3 separate regions of the Mus musculus genome follow, and regions 1 and 2 are each linked to region 3. The links are chromatin contacts, called in public HiChIP or PLAC-seq maps. All regions are on one chromosome and are shown on one strand. Each heading gives the region's core, a stretch centred on a gene start, on an enhancer-like site or on the middle of the called end of the contact. The rest is flanking DNA. Distances are from core to core; before and after follow the strand shown. Region 1 has its middle 4.7 kb from the start of Gm39360. Region 2 holds the start of Scarletltr (Scarletltr, erythroid developmental long intergenic non-protein coding transcript). Region 3 has its middle 47 kb from the start of Gm36033.

Region 1 (3,076 bases), core at 428-2,927, 210 kb after region 3:
GTTTCTGGGAATTAAACTCAGGACTTCTAGAAGAGCAGCCAGTACTCAGTACTGCTGAGTCATCTCTCCAGCCCCTCCATTTTGATCCTTACACACAAAGGCTCACCCATTTCCTGTTTCTTGAATTAGACATGATGGTCTCCCTTGTGACTCAGGATTCTGAGGCAAACATTAAGCTTCTGGAACAGGTGGAACTAACACCCGCAAAGGCCCCTTAGTTCTTCCCCAAGAAAGTGGAGCAGAGGGGCTGGTGAGATGGCTCAGTGGGTAAGAGCACCTGACTGCTCTTCCAAAGGTCCGAAGTTCAAGTCCCAGCAACCACATGGTGGCTCACAACCATCTGTAATGAGATCTGATGCCCTCTTCTGGTGCATCTGAAGACAGCTACAGTGTACTTACATATAATAAATAAATAAATAAATCTTATAAAAAAAAAAAAAAGAAAGAAAGAAAGAAAGAAAGTGGAGCAGAAAGGAAACAAAATCCCACACATTTAATCACCAGCCAGTGGCGTCTATGGCACTCAACTGTAGTCATGCTATTGTTGGGACTTTATGGTTAGGTTGAACCTGAGCTGCCCAATAACGGGGGCCACTTGCCACATGTAACCGACTGAATTAGAGAGCCTGAATTAGGCCATAGTGACCCAAATGCTAGCATGAACCATACCTCAGCTTGGTAGGGAAGATTATCTTATGTGTGATGTGATGTGTGTTCCTTTGAGGGATAGCTCAGGACTTGGGTTTCCCAGGGTCCCCTTCTCCTCCTTCCCCATCCCATAGCCCACAGTGACAAGGAGGAGAAAGGATCAGCATCTGCTGGGGGAGGGGGAATTCTAGGATGGCAACTGAGGACCTCTGAGGACCTCAGGGTCAGTGTGTCTCTGCTAGCCATCAGACGGTTTGGGGAGATGAGGGAGCATGGCAGATGGTGGCTTCGAAGTCCTAAGGCCTATTTCATACAGCCTGTGAGTTCAGAGACATGTGACAGGGGACCCTCTCTGTCCATGCCATCGTGGCTGTTGCTGTTATTTTCTTTCCAGTGCCCAGAACTGTGCCTGGATGGCATAGGGCTTGACAAGAGGATTTTGAGTTTATGAGTCCAGTGACTGTGATACTCACAGAATCACCTCATGGTGTGTGATTAGCCTCACTCTGCAGAGGTGAAAACTGGTCGAAAGGCATTCAGGAAACCGAGGGCTGGAGTTCAGCTTGGTAGAGCACTCATCTAGTGTGCTGCACAAGTCCCTAGATTCAATCCTCTGCACGGCACAACTGAGAGGGACGGCACACACTGCAATCCCAGCACTTGGGAGATAGGAGTGGAAAGGTCAGGTGTTCAAGGTCAGCCTTAGCTACCTGGGGAATTTGTGGCCAGCATTGGCTGCAGGTGACCCTGGCTTAATAAAACTTTTAAAGCTTTCTTGTGTCCCCAGCTGAGCGGCACCAGCCAAGGCCCCGGCGCACAACTGGCAGGGTGCAGGATGCAGCTCTTGAAGTCCATATCCTAAGGCAATGTCCTTCTCTAGTCCCAAGAACTTGAGTAAGGCTCTTGGGTCCCACAAGCTGAAAGAGAGATCCCAGCAAGAGGTTCGCACTCTGTGAAGCCAACCTCTTCCCTCCTTGTCCTTCCCTGACTCTAAAGAGGCAAAGCCCAGGAGGACAAGGGGTGACTCAGACACTTCCTGTTTTCTTGGCCACAGTAACATCGAGATGGAAACCGCTTAGGCTGGGGTTCATGGCCTAAGAGAGGGGGCTTGGAGAGAAGGTCAGAGTTGCAGAGCCAGCCTGCTCTGGGACAAGGTTGGAGCCAGCTGGGTGAAGCGGCACAGTGTGGTTTCCTGGCCTGGGTGACTGAAGACAAGCGTGGTTTGACGGGTGGCTAGATCAGCAAAGGAGAGAGGGCTTGGGCCAGCTTTTCTTGAAGTGTAAGGGGTTTGTTTTGAGTCCTTGGGGATTGAAGGAGGGCCCAAGGTTCTGCCTTTATTCTTTGGTACAGGCAAATCAGACAGGCTGGGAGGTGACAGGGAGGGGGTGGGGCCCTGCAAACCAAATCCTGGGTGACCAAGAGCTGGGATACATTATGACTGCCCTTCCATGTGACTTCAGAAAGCCCACATCAGCTCTATCGCAGAGTGAAGCTCCCAAAGAGAGAAGGTTTATTTTGGCTCGTGGGTGTAGGGGTTTCTGTCCACAGCCAGCAGCCTCATTGTTTGAGGCCTCTGTTGAGGACAACACACCCATCCGCTCTTCTCAGGACCCAGGAAGCAAAAGAGAGAGAGAGAGAGAGAGAGAGAGAGAGAGAGAGGAAGAGGAAGAGGAAGAGGAAGAGGAAGAGGAAGAGGAAGAGGAAGAAAGGACTGGAAAGATGGCTCAGTGGTTAAGAGCACTGGCTGCTCTTCCAGAGGTCCTGAGTTCAATTCCCAGCACCCACATGGCAGCTCACAACTGTCTGTAATTTCAGTTCCAGTGGATCTAACACCCTCACACAGACATATATCAGGCAAAACACTGATGCAAATTAAAAAAAAAAAATTAACAAAGAAAGAAAGAAAGAAAGAAAGAAAGAAAGAAAGAAAGAAAGAGAGAGGCTGGCAATGAAGCTCAGTTGGTAGAGCACTTGCCTATCATGCACAGTGCCTTGGCTCCAATCCCGTGCATCCTGTAACTAGGCATGGTGGTACACACCAGGTATCACTTGGGAAGCAGAGGCAGGAGTATCAGAAGTTCAAAGCCATTCTCACCTACATAGCAAATTCAAGGCCAGCATGGACTGCAAGAGACCTTTTCTAAAAAAAAAAAAAAAAAAAAAAAAAAAAAAAAAAAAAAAAAAAGAATCCTGGGAGCTAGAGAGCACTTGAGGCCCTACCCTGAGGATCAGAGTTCAGATCTTAGCATCCTGTCTGCTCTCTCTCTCTCTCTCTCTCTCTCTCTCTCTCTCACACACACACACACATGCATGGAGTAAATAAATCTAAAAGAAGAACGCATAGATCTCTGATGAAGGATAACTTGGCAGCATCTATGAAAACCACAGATTCCAGGGACTGGAGAGATGGCTCAGTCATTAAAAACAC
Region 2 (2,908 bases), core at 375-2,874, 180 kb after region 3:
CAGCGGAGCCACAGACCCCTCTCAGCTTGCTATAGCCATCACCAGTTTGGGAATGACAGCATTTCCATGCCCCAGGGACACCAACAGGAAAACTGGGATGGTAGCCTCTACCATTGAGGTCCTAGAGAGTGGGAGGCGTCTGCCTTATCCCTTCCAGTCTACTCAGCCCCTAATGTGTGCCTGGCACCTCCAGGCTCCGTAGCAATGTTGACTCCCAAGACTGTAATCGTCTTTAGCAATTCCATGTGCCTGGGATGCGATGCTAGCGTGTACCCCATCGTAAAGTCATTGTACCTTTGCCTCTGAAGCAGATGAAGCAGAAAGAGACTCCAGGAGGTAAAGACACTTGGCTGAGGTCACCCAGCCATGCAGGTGGAACTGGCACCCTATGGTCTTGCCCAAACACTCAATGCAGGCTCCCTGCGAATAGTCTATGCTCCTGCAGAGATGGCAGTGGGCAGGAAGGAGCCTTGAGTCTCTCCCAGTCTGTAGGCTGTGAGGAGGCCCTGCCAGGCTTTGGAAGACACCCTACTACAACCCTGACCACCAGAGGGGCACAGGAATCCCCAGAATATCGTCTTCACCAAGTCCCAGTTCTTGGAGGTTAAGAGCTGTCCCTGTGATTGGCAGGGACAGGCAGAGCTTAGAGAAGATTAAGGGGGCCACACTCTTATTTTTTTTTAAGATTTATTTATTTATTATGTGATTTATTTATTTATTTATTATGTGAGTACACTGTAGCTGTCTTCAGACACTCCAGAAGAGGGCATCAGGTTTCATTACGGATGGTTGTGAGCCACCATGTGGTTGCTGGGATTTGAACTCAGGACCTTTGGAAGAGCAGTCAGCGCTCTTAACCACTGAGCCATCTCTCCAGCCCCCACACTCTTATTAAAAACAAAACAAAACACCCTGTGTTAGAAACAAAGCAAAATGAACCCTACTGCCCACGTGGCCCTCCCCTCCAAAAGTGCTGACTCAGCCCTTCCACATTCTAACTGTGTGTCCTCTGAGAAGTTGGTTGACCTCTCTGTGCCTCACTTTTTCTTACTCATAGAGTAGGATTCCAAACAGCATCTACCTTACAGACAGGGGGTCGTGGGTGGTTCTGTGAATTAATACATATCAAATGCTCAGGACAGGTCACACAATGTCAAGTGAAACCGAGACGTTCGATTTTCAGGATGTTCTGTCATTGACCCTCTCTGGCATCCTGGTGAACTCAAGTGCTTTCTGGAGTTTTTTCAGCCCCAGAAATCCATGGGGTGGCCACACTGTGTACATATGCACACGGTGACCCTATCATTTGCAGTAAAAGGATAATGGCCTTATACTCTTGACCCAAGATGACCTGCCCAAGTGTCCTGTGGGGAAAGAGAGGGGTCATGAGAGGTCAGCAGAAAGTCACCTCCATGGTTATGTCCCATGACTCCTTAGGCATCTGGAGAACAGGGGCCAAGCCCCCTCCTCATAGGGCAGTTGGGGGATTCAGATAAATACCTACCCCAGGAACACTTCTCTGTGACCGGAGGCCCACCTGCACATCAGTTATGATTCAGCACCAGAAAAGGGGCAGGGGTGGGGCAGGCACTCTGTAGCTGAGGAAGTGGGGCCCGACAGCAGCAGACCCAGGGCAGGGACCGGACCAGGGAGCAAAAAGATGGGGGAAGACACAGCTTCTGGTGTTCCTGTAGCTTTGGGTAAGTTTATCTCAACTGCAAAGAGGGAAGAAGCAGGAGCAGGAAGCGGAGAGAAGGAAGGGGTGAGGGTAGTGAAGAAGAGGGGAGGGGTGAGGAGGAGAGAAATGGAAATGGTTAAGGTGGGGAGGGAGGGAGGGAAGGAGGGAGGGTAGAAGGAGGGAAAGGGATGAAAGAAGGCAGGAAGGAGAGGAGAGACAGTGAAGAGATGACAGAGAACAAAGCGGGGAAGGGGATAAAATGGGAGAGGACAAGGTCAGCACAGAGGTGAGCCAGCGCGGGGGGGGGGGGGGCAAGGGGGTGGGGGGAGGATATTCAGGGAACCCCACTACCCCCACCCCCAGCCACACAGGCTGGAGTGGCAGCCACCCACCCTCCAATGCCATCTCCCTGCTATTCCCAGTCCTTTCTGAGACCAGAGGACACGCCCCATAATCTTGTCATTCAAAATAAAAGGTGCAGGTCAAAGGTGTGTTCCCTTCAGAGCCCTCAGCACACCAAAACCTGGGCCAGCCTCAGCAGCCCCCTACCTCCTTCCACTGGGTCATAAACCTAGGCTGCCCTGTCTCAAAGACTGGCCCATTGGGACCACCGGCATGTGGATGCTTCTCTTCTTCAGTTGTGTGAGAACAAATTGTACCAAACTCCTACACTGCTGGACAGCCTGGCTTTCTAGGGGAATGGGGACTAAGTCGGGACATTCTTCTGCTTCCAGGATAACAGACCAAGCCAGAGCTAACTGCAGGATTCTTCCTGAAGCAAGGAAGGGTTTCACAGCCCTGACCACTAAGTCCTTGCCTGTGAGCTCCAGAAAAGTCAGAGTTAACAACTCGGAAAGATCTGTGTTCCCTTCTTTTTACATTTAATATGTGAACACTCACAACAGGATGTGTATATGTGGATGGAGGTCAGAGAACAACCTTGGATGTTGGCTCTTGCCTCTCACTCTGTTTGGCAGTCTTTTCTTCACCTCTGCCTACGAGAGGCAGTCTGACCTGCTGGGTTTGGGGATTTTGTCTCTTCCCCACCCCACCCCCAGCCCCCATTTTGGGATTACAGATTTATAGTACCATCTGTATGTCCAGCTTTCTGTGAGTTCTGAGGATTTGAACTCAGTACCCACTAAGCCATCCATCTGTCTAGACCCTGTCTCTCTGTCTCTCTGTCTCTGGCTCCCTCCCTTCCCCAGGCTCTCGCTGTGTAGACTACTC
Region 3 (3,223 bases), core at 35-2,534:
ATGTCTGTTGCAAGGTTGGACCCACCTGGTAGGCCTTGAGTATGGGCCTCAGGCTTCAGAACTGGCTGTGACTTGTGTCATTTCCCAGTTGCCGGCTTATCTCAGATGGCTTCTGGAGCTGAGATAGAAGGCAAGGTGCCCTGGGCTGATTTACATGGTCAGGTCAACAGGCAGATGGAGGGCAAACGCTGTCAGGGTGCTGAGTAGAAAGAGCTTTCCACTCCCTTCTCCTGCTGCATCCCACCTCAAGGTCTACATAGGACTTCCCAGTCAGTACTGCCGGCGAAGACAGAAGGACAAACAGATTCACAGACGTGTGCCACACAGCAGGTTTTAACGCCCCGACAACTCTCCCTGGTCTTTCCTTGTCTCCATGTCATCATGGATGCTGTGAAACTCCTGTGAGTATTGGTTACTAAAGCTCAAAGATGCCTTCAACTGCAAAAATCCCCTCTAGCCCAGTCAAAACAAAACCCACCTCAACTGGCAGTATCAGTGTCGACCGGCAAAGATGGGGTCTGAGTGAGCCTTGGAGGTAGAGGGGGTTGGGGTCTGAGAGGGAAGGGGACTAGAGTGCCTTGGTCCTTAGCACACGTCACAGGGAACACTCTGCAGGACCCCCTCCTTGTGTGTCTGGGATGGGGCATGTGTATGTGTTGCGGGGAGGGGGGCTGTGCACATGTGTGTGGAGGTCAGAGGTCAACCCTGGGTATCACTTCACTTAGTCACCAGCCACCCTGGTCTTTTGTTTGTTTCATTTTGGAGACAGGTTCTCTCACTCACCCCAGACTCAACAAGTAGGCTAGATTGACACGGCTGGCAAACCCCAGGATCCATTTGTCTTTGACTCCTCAGTGGTGGAAGCATGCACCAGCTTGTTTTGGGGTGCTGGGGATTGAACTTGGGGGCCCTCATCCTCACACCTTACTCACTGAGCTATCTCCCCAGCTCTCTGTGGGGCCCCTTTCATTAGACATCCCTCTATTCAGGACATCTAGACCCTCCATGAACATGTGAGCAGTTTACTGTGCAGCAGCTAATGCCAGGCCAGGGACTTAGTGGCTCCTAGCGGGGACAAGACCCTGTGCTTCCAGGAGCGAGTGTGGGATTTCAGATCTGTAATAGGGTTCACCTCTACAGGAGAAAAGGTCGGAACCCTGGCAAGGACTGAGCCAACGTTCACTGGAAACAAGAGCCCTGGCAGAAGTCTCCACTGAGAGAGCAGAGCGGGCTGAGAAACCGCTGAGCCCTGCCAAGCCCTCTGTGGAAGCCTGCACATTCCCGGGCAGCATGCTTCAAATACTTTCCGTGGTTTCACCCCTGGAGGGTTAGAAGAATCTGCAGTTATGACTCTGGTCTGCAAAAACAATTTGGCTAGCGGGCAGCAGCGACTTCGCAGGGGGTGGAAAGTCTGAGTCGTTGGCCCCAGGAATGTGCAGGAGGAGTAGGGGGCAGTGGCCACTACTTCCCCCTAGGGCGTCAGCCTAGGAGGTTCCTAATCGGTGAAAACGTTTGCTGTGTAACCTACTAAGTGCCATCCTGTGCACACTGAGGATCTAGTGTGGTGATCTGAGGAAGGTGACACACAGGCGTGTGTGTGTGCATGTGTGTGTGTGTGCATGTGTATGTGCATGTGTGTGTGTGTGTGTGTGTGTGTAGGCCGGTGTGTGTGTGTGTAGGCCAGTCTGTGTATCACATGGTACCTGGCACCTGAGGAGGTCAGAGGAGGGCATCAGATCCTTGAGCCACCATGTGAGTCCTGGGAACTGAACTTAGGTCCTTTGTAAGAGGCAGTGCCTCTCTCTCTCTCTCTCTCTCCCTCTCCCTCCTCCTCCTCCTCCTCCTCCTCCTCCTTCTTCTTCTTCTCTCTCTCTGCCACAGAAACCAGGCTCTCAGCTGGGGCTCTTACTACTCCCTCCCATGCCCCAGCCCCACCCCATGTTTGTCCCCTCTTACCCGGTTTGAGAACCCTTTGGGGGCAGACACTCGTGCCCTGAAATGGAGTGGGATGGCTCAAATCCCTGACGCTCCTGGCTACCTCTGAACAGACCCTCCAACGCAGCCCCTGAGGACCTCCTTCCGGTTTCTGGCACACAGCAGGTGCTCCACCTGCAGAAGGTGCTCCTCTCACAGAGACTAGGCAGTTTGTGGTGTGGCTGTGTGGTAAGGAACAATCTCTATAGTTTCTTCAGGCCGTTTCCTCATGTAAAATGCCCTCTGAGGGGCCAGAGTGATGGCTCAGCAGTTAAGAGCACAGACTGCTAGTGCCCAGGACCAGAGTCCACCACCCAGCACCTACATTGCTCAGATCATAACCAACCATTTGTAACTTCAGCTCCAAGGAATCTGTTACCGTCTTCTGGACCTGCACAGAATGGCATTCACATGTATGCCCAACACAGAAACACATGCAAATACACATATTAAAAAAAATAAAATGGGCTCAGGCAATAAAGTATTTGCTTTAGAGTCATGAGGACCTGAGTTTGATATCAGGACTATATGGGGATGTTGGATTAACTTTTCCTGGAAGAATAAATGAATAAATAAGTGAATATAAATGAAGTTGTGTGTGCTGGTTCTTGCTTGTAATCCCAGCACTAAGGAGGTGGAGACAAATGGACCCCCATGGGCAGCCCGTCTAATACTTGATGAGGCCCACAAAGAAATGCTCGAATCTCTAAATGATATTTCCCACCACTTAAGATCTTAGTAATTAGTTCATCTCATCCCTCGTTCTGAAACATAAAGGTAATTGATTTCTAACATGTAATAAAGTGAAGTCGGCTTAAAAAAAAACAAAAAACTGTTGTCAATACCTGAAATCAGATAAAATTTTAAATGTTAAAATTTAATTTGGGGGTGGACGACGTGGAAGTTGCTGGCTGACCAGGCTTGGAGGAGTCCGCTTCAGAACCGGAGTCCGGGAGCAGCGGAGGTGGCAGCGCCCAGGCTCAACTAGGACTCGCTGCCGAGTCCCGACCTGTCTCTGAGGATCGGCGGCGGTTCATCATGGGTGGCTTTTTCTCAAGTATTTTTTCCAGTCTCTTTGGAACCAGAGAAATGAGGATTTTAATTTTGGGATTAGATGGTGCTGGAAAAACAACAATTTTGTACAGGTTACAGGTTGGAGAAGTTATTACTACTATTCCCACTATTGGATTTAATGTGGAGACGGTGACATACAAAAATCTCAAATTCCAATTTGGGACTTAGGAGGACA

Evidence for each region. HiChIP or PLAC-seq counts read pairs in DNA pulled down with a chosen protein or histone mark.
Region 1: a contact with region 3 is called in an H3K27ac HiChIP or PLAC-seq map of heart atrium, with 3 times the contacts expected there. The contact joins two enhancer-like sites. A contact is called at or near these places in 2 of 15 datasets of contacts at CTCF or cohesin (the G1E-ER4 cell line and embryonic stem cells), 20 of 484 Hi-C or Micro-C datasets (ECoMG myeloid progenitors, the G1E-ER4 cell line, the MPC-11 cell line and 13 more), 7 of 115 datasets of contacts at active chromatin or transcription factors (the HPC-7 cell line, bone marrow-derived macrophages, cardiomyocytes and 3 more) and 5 of 9 other capture datasets (adipose tissue, embryonic tail, liver and 2 more).
Region 2: a contact with region 3 is called in an H3K4me3 HiChIP or PLAC-seq map of craniofacial prominence, with 4 times the contacts expected there. The contact joins the promoter of Scarletltr here to the enhancer-like site in region 3. A contact is called at or near these places in 2 of 15 datasets of contacts at CTCF or cohesin (embryonic stem cells and hippocampal excitatory neurons), 13 of 484 Hi-C or Micro-C datasets (the G1E-ER4 cell line, bone marrow-derived macrophages, cortical neurons and 8 more), 20 of 115 datasets of contacts at active chromatin or transcription factors (the HPC-7 cell line, acute myeloid leukemia, bone marrow-derived macrophages and 14 more) and 1 of 9 other capture datasets (embryonic stem cells).

What each region holds. Positions count from the first base shown.
Region 1 is chr9:64,103,759-64,106,834 of GRCm38.p6, forward strand. No RefSeq gene overlaps it. Among named protein-coding and RNA genes, the nearest start is that of Gm39360, 4.7 kb to the left of the region's middle. Within about 2 kb of position 1,678, at least 82 of the 459 cell types and tissues checked have an H3K27ac peak or open chromatin away from gene starts, as enhancers often do. A contact at or near this core is called in adipose tissue and heart atrium, where this site is marked.
Region 2 is chr9:64,079,137-64,082,044 of GRCm38.p6, forward strand. It overlaps Scarletltr (Scarletltr, erythroid developmental long intergenic non-protein coding transcript), which reads left to right and starts at 1,625. Exons shown (of 3, transcript NR_040743.1): 1 at 1,625-1,700.
Region 3 is chr9:63,895,252-63,898,474 of GRCm38.p6, forward strand. It overlaps the pseudogene Gm18541. Among named protein-coding and RNA genes, the nearest start is that of Gm36033, 47 kb to the right of the region's middle. Within about 2 kb of position 1,285, at least 113 of the 459 cell types and tissues checked have an H3K27ac peak or open chromatin away from gene starts, as enhancers often do. A contact at or near this core is called in adipose tissue, craniofacial prominence, embryonic fibroblasts and 4 more, where this site is marked.